Regions from separate parts of the Macaca mulatta genome. Here region 2 is linked to region 1. A link is a contact called in public Hi-C data. All regions are on one chromosome and are shown on one strand. Each heading gives the region's core, a stretch centred on a gene start, on an enhancer-like site or on the middle of the called end of the contact. The rest is flanking DNA. Distances are from core to core; before and after follow the strand shown.

Region 1 (2,700 bases), core at 141-2,640:
AAAAAAAAAAAAAAAAAAAAAAAAGCAGGCTGGATCCCTGGGTAAGGGATGGTTTGGCCCAGATGGTCCATTGCAGCCAAGGGCAGGGGTAGAGCAGAGGCCCCACCTCAGCTCAGGGCAGGGAACCCACAGCTGCTTTAGCCACCTCAATGAATACAGAGGTTTCTGGGGCCTGTGAAGGCTAAAAAATGAAAGGGGCAGGGAAGCATGCCCAATGTGCATTCTCCTGCTGCCTTCCCTTTGCCCATTCGATGCCCTCCACCTGGATTGCTGTTGGGATCCTGTATCTAAGCTCCTGGCTGTCCTTCAAGATTCATCTCAAGTCACTCCTTCAAGAAGGCTTTCCTGCCTGGAGGTGTTGCTTCCTCATGGAGGATCTTACCCTGTCATTTTCTGTGTCCCTGTTTGTGTCAAGAACAGGGACGCATCTGATTTATCCTGTATCCTGTGTGTATCCTGTGCACCTAAAATAGAAGAACCTTGGTAAATATTCAGCATTAAGTGCCCCGAGCCCTCTTTTACTAAGGACCTGCCAACATGGGCCCCATTCACACTAACACCGTGAAGATGGCCCTTTTCTATATTCCGTCATAAAAAAGTACTACACGCACCCGGGCAGCAACTTCCACACAAACAAGCACATGTGAAAGGAGATCACCATTATTTCCAGCAAAAAGCTCCCCAGGCCTGGGTGCGGTGGCTTACTCCTGTAATCCCAGCATTTTGGGAGGCCAAGGTGGGCAGATTGCTTGAGCCTAGAAGTTTGAGACCAGCCTTGGCAATAGAGTGAGAACCCGTCTCTACAAAAAATACAAACACTAGTCTGGCATGATGGTGCACTCCTGTAGTCCCGGCTACTCAATAGGCTGAGATAGGAGGATGGCTTGAGCCCGAAAGGTGGAGGTTACAGTGAGCGGAGATAGCACCACTGCACTCCAGTCTGGGTGACAGAGCCAGTCCCTGTCTCAAAAAGGAAAAAAAAAAAAAGCTCCCCAACAAGATAGCAGGCTAGAACATGCATGTGATGAAGGTGATATGAAGGGCTCAGTGAGAGGTATCTCCATCAAGTTGCAGGAGGAGAAGAGAGAAAGGAGAGGTGATCATGTTCCCGAGGTCTCAGGCCTGGATCAGGAGATCACTGAAGTATTAACAGATCCTGATATTAAGGAAATGCTGATGTTTTTGGACTTTGGCAGTCTGTCCAACCTGCAGGTCACTCAGCCGACAGTGGGGATGAATTTCAAAACGCCATGTAGAGCTGTTTGAATCTTTTCGGGATACTGTAATATATTCAATAAACCTGGGACAACAGCAAAAAAAAAAAAAAAAAAAAAAAAAAAAAGGCTCCAAGCAACGAGCAGTGTGTATGGGGCTGATAGGAGTGAGGAGAGGCGGTCGGACAGTTATGCCAGCCCCTATCGAGAGTCCCAGCAATACAAAGAACAGGAAGCCAGGGTTTGCTCCAGGATTTCCCCAGTGGACTATAACTCCTGGAAGACAGAGAAGTGGACTACAGCTCCCAGAAGGCTGCGCGACACACAGCCCCCACGGTGCTCTCGTGAGGCGTGACAGTCAGATTCCGCGGGAGGGCGGCAGAAATACCGCGATATTTGGGGTCGACCCCGAGACGCGCCTGGCGCGGGTGAGCAGTGGAACGGGGCCGGGAAGCTGGGTTCTCGCGGCGGCGCGGGAGGAGAGGTTCGGGGAGCTGTGTCTGCGAGCGTGGGTCCGTGGCTGTCTGTGTGTGTCCTCACTTTCCCCTCTGTGGCCATGAAGCTCTGCTTGCGACTGTGCGTGGGTAGACGGCTGTGCATGTGTGCGACCTCCGTTTCCCGGCTGTACGGGTGGGGCCGCCTGGAGCAGGAGGGACTCCAGAGCCCGGAGTGGAGGGTTTCCATCTGTGCACGTCCAGCCCAACTTTGTGCTGCTCTGCGATTATTTGTCCAGCGTCGTTTAATCTAGTTTAAATGATGGCCGTGTCAGCTCCTCACACTTAGCGTTTACTCGGGCTGCCCAAAATACAAAGTGTATTTTAAAAGTTGGTAAAATTAAAAAAGGAAAGCCATGGGATATTGGAAGTAGCCCTAGGCCTGCCAAAAAGTGCAGAATGCCGTTTAAAAATTAGGCCAAATCTTGTCGAAAAAGAACTTCCTGCTGTCCTTGAAGTATTTGGAAGCAGGTGCTAGATGGTGAGCCGGAGAGGTTCCCAGGTTGGGGAAGTGGTGGGTGTCTTGGACCAGGGGTTTCCATCTCTCTCACAGTGGCTGGAAAGTAGCAGTACGCAATCACTGCCTTTCTAGTAGCCCACGTGTGTGAGTGTGTGTGTTAGATACATTCATCCCTCAGTATCCGCAGGGGATTGCTGTATACTTTTTTTTCTCATTCTGTGACCCAGGCTGGAGTGCAGTGGTGGGAACATAGCTCACCGCAGCCTCGACCTCTTGGGCTCAAGGGATTCTCTTGCCTCGGTCCCCTGTGTATCTGGAACCACAGGCATAAGCCACCACACCCGGCTAATTTTTATTTTATTTTACTTTTGTAGAGACAGGGTCTCACCATGTTGCTCAGGCTGGTCTCAAACTCCTGGCTCAAGCAATCCTCCTCCCTTGGCCTCTCAAAATGCTGGGATTACTGATGTGAGCCACCACATCAGCCTTCCCGTATACTCTTTTTTCTTTTTCTTTTTTTTTTTTTTTTGAG
Region 2 (2,700 bases), core at 169-2,668, 410 kb after region 1:
TACCCCATAAATGTATACAGTTATTATTTGTCAATTAAAAATAAAATTATAGGTAAGTCAAACTGGTATTCTAAAAAATGTTCAACTAGCCACAGTTGGGCAAGAAGAAACAAAAATGAAAACCGGAAATAAACAAAGTGATAAAAAAAAATCACAAGGAGACTAGCCTGAGCAACATGGAAAAACCCCATCTCTACAAAAAAAACCCAAAAATTAGTCAGGTGTGGTGGTATGCACCATTGTCCCAGCTACTCAGGACGCTGAGATTGGAGGATCACCTGAGCCCAGGAGTTCGAGGTTGCAGTGAACAATGATCACACCACTGCACTCCAGCCTTGAGTGACAGAGTGAGACTCTGTCTCAAAAAAATAAAAAATAAAAAAGAGCTTATCCTGTCTTTTTAGTCAGGATAACCAAATAGCCTTGGTCAATGAGGTAAAGCTATACTTGACAGATGGATTCTATCAAATATATTAAGAATGACAATTAGAAAATCACTTTCAGGCTGGACACGGTGGCTCACGCCTGTAGTCCCAACACTCTGGGAGGCCAAGGCGGGTGGATCGCTTGAGGTCAAGAGTTCGAGACCAGTCTTGGCAACGTGGTAAAACCCTGTCTCTACTAAAATATACAAAAAATTAGGCATGGTGGCTCCCGCCTGTAATCCTAGCTACTGGGAGGTCGAGGCTGCAGTGAGCCAAGATTGCGTCATTGTACTCCAGCCTGGGTGACAGAGTGAGACCTGTCTCAACAACAACAAAAACCTAAATATTTTATTTTCTTTTGAGACAGGATCTCAAAGCGAATTTTTGTATTTTTAGTAAAGACGGGGTTTCACCATGTTGGCCAGGCTGGTTTTGAACTCCTGGCCTCAAGTGATTCACCCCCCTTCGGCCTCCCATAGTGTTGGGATTACAGGCGTCAGCCACTGCGCCTGGCCAAAACCCCAAAACTTTATATTCATTGAATATCTACTACCCATTTCCTCCTTCCCGGCAGCTCCTGGCAACCACCATTCTACTTGCCGTTTCCATGTGTTTATTTAGATACCTCATAAAAGTGGAACCATGAGGTATTTGTCTTTCTGGGTGTTTTTCCTTGTTTGTTTGTTTTATGAGACGGAGTCTCGCTCTGGCGCTAGGCTGGAGTGCAGTGGCACGATCTCGGCTCACTGCAACCTCCGCCTCCCAGGTTCAAGCAATTCTCCTGCCTCAGCCTCCCAAGTGTCTGGGACTACAGGCGCCCACCACCACACCCGGATAAGCTGGACCTGACCTGGGTCCTGTTTGCTTCTCTATCTTCACCTCCCATCACTACCCGCAGCTACACTCCAGCTACACAGGACTTCTTTGAGCTCTTTCAGTGACCAATCTCTTTCTCGCCGCAGGGCTTTTTCACTTTTTCCTTCCGCCCAACATGTCGGGTTTCTTCCTTTTTGCGGGCTGGTGCCTTCTGATTTCAGAGACTCTCTCCAACACAACCATCTGAAATGGGTCTGCCTCCCCGCCTTTTTTGTTGTTGTTGTTGCTTGGCTGCACTTCTGACCGGGCCGGCAGTGATGATGTTTGTTTATGAGTTAGGTCTGACTGTTCGTTGGTGCTTAGGGTCCCCACCGAGTCCCTAGGGCATGCGCGTACCGCGCACCTGTGCACGCCCTGCGCGCACCTGCGAGCGACTCCGCTCTGGCTCGTCGCTGCTGTTTCCTCCTGGGGGTGCCGACCCTGTCCCAGGCTAGCTGGGTGACTTCCCCCAACCGCAGAGACAGCGGCGACCCGGGGCCTGAGACCTGCGCCCGCATCCCGCCGGCGCCAGGCAGTGGGAAGTCAGGTTCCTCCGCCACCTCCCAGCCAGGTAACTGCCCCGAAGCCTGCCCCACAGCCCGGAAGCCCCCCGTCCACCAGCTCGGGGACCCCACCCCGAGGACTCGCTACCGCCTCCCTGAAGGACTACACCTCCCAGCGGCTCCCAGCGCGCTCCTGGGCGCCGCCCGTCCTGGCCGTAACCCTTTAGTGGCTGCAGTGGCGAGGAGGGGAATGGAGTGCGGGTTCCCGGGGAGGGGGCGTGTAGGATCCGGGTGCGGGAGGTGCGCTATAGGGCTAAGAAGAGGATGGGCTTTGGGGGGCCCTGAGGAGGAGGGGAGTCAGGACTAACCGAGGACAGGGTTGCAGCGGGGGCATGGGGAGGGCGGGCCCTAGAGCGCCGCTCCTCCCCCAAACTAGGATTTGGAGCCTCACGTTCTCCCAGAAAACGAACCTGTGGGTGCCAGGCCAGGGGCGGCGCTCAGGTGCGGAGGGGGCAAGGTACGGGCGTCTGCCGTCGCTAAGTGCCCCCTTCCACTTGAGGCACACCTTCGCCTCCGATCCCAAACCGCCCGGGGACAGAGGCAAGTGGCAAAGCGGGGAGGGCGAAGGTGAGGAGTGGGTACCCCCACCCCAGGGACCAGGCGCTGCCGCGGGCCCTTTGCCTCCCCCCGGCCCGGGGCCGGAGCTCGGGGAGCCCTTCCTGCTGCCCCCCGTCCTCCTGCGGAGCCATGGGGTCGGCTCCAGCGCACGGCAGCAGACCCCTCGCCTCGTCCTAGCCCCTGCCCTGACCCGGGGGCGGCCGCGGGGGTGTCCGGCCCGTGAGGCAGGCCCGGGGGCTCGCTGCGGCCTAGCGGCCGATCCCGCTGCTCCCTTGCGCCAGGCCGAGCTGCGCTTTTTC

Evidence for each region. A called contact is a pair of places that touch in the nucleus more often than the background predicts.
Region 2: a contact with region 1 is called in a Hi-C map of fetal cortex germinal zone, with 2.2 times the contacts expected there. The contact joins the promoter of NEIL1 here to the promoter of PPCDC in region 1. A contact is called at or near these places in 2 of 14 Hi-C or Micro-C datasets (fetal cortex germinal zone and fetal cortical plate).

Annotation. Positions count from the first base shown.
Region 1 is chr7:52,975,962-52,978,661 of T2T-MMU8v2.0, forward strand. It overlaps PPCDC (phosphopantothenoylcysteine decarboxylase), which reads left to right and starts at 1,391. Exons shown (of 3, transcript XM_077939966.1): 1 at 1,391-1,642. The coding sequence starts at 1,406. It also overlaps the pseudogene LOC144329996.
Region 2 is chr7:53,387,948-53,390,647 of T2T-MMU8v2.0, forward strand. NEIL1 (nei like DNA glycosylase 1) reads left to right here and starts at 1,419. Exons shown (of 11, transcript XM_077939948.1): 1 at 1,419-1,851.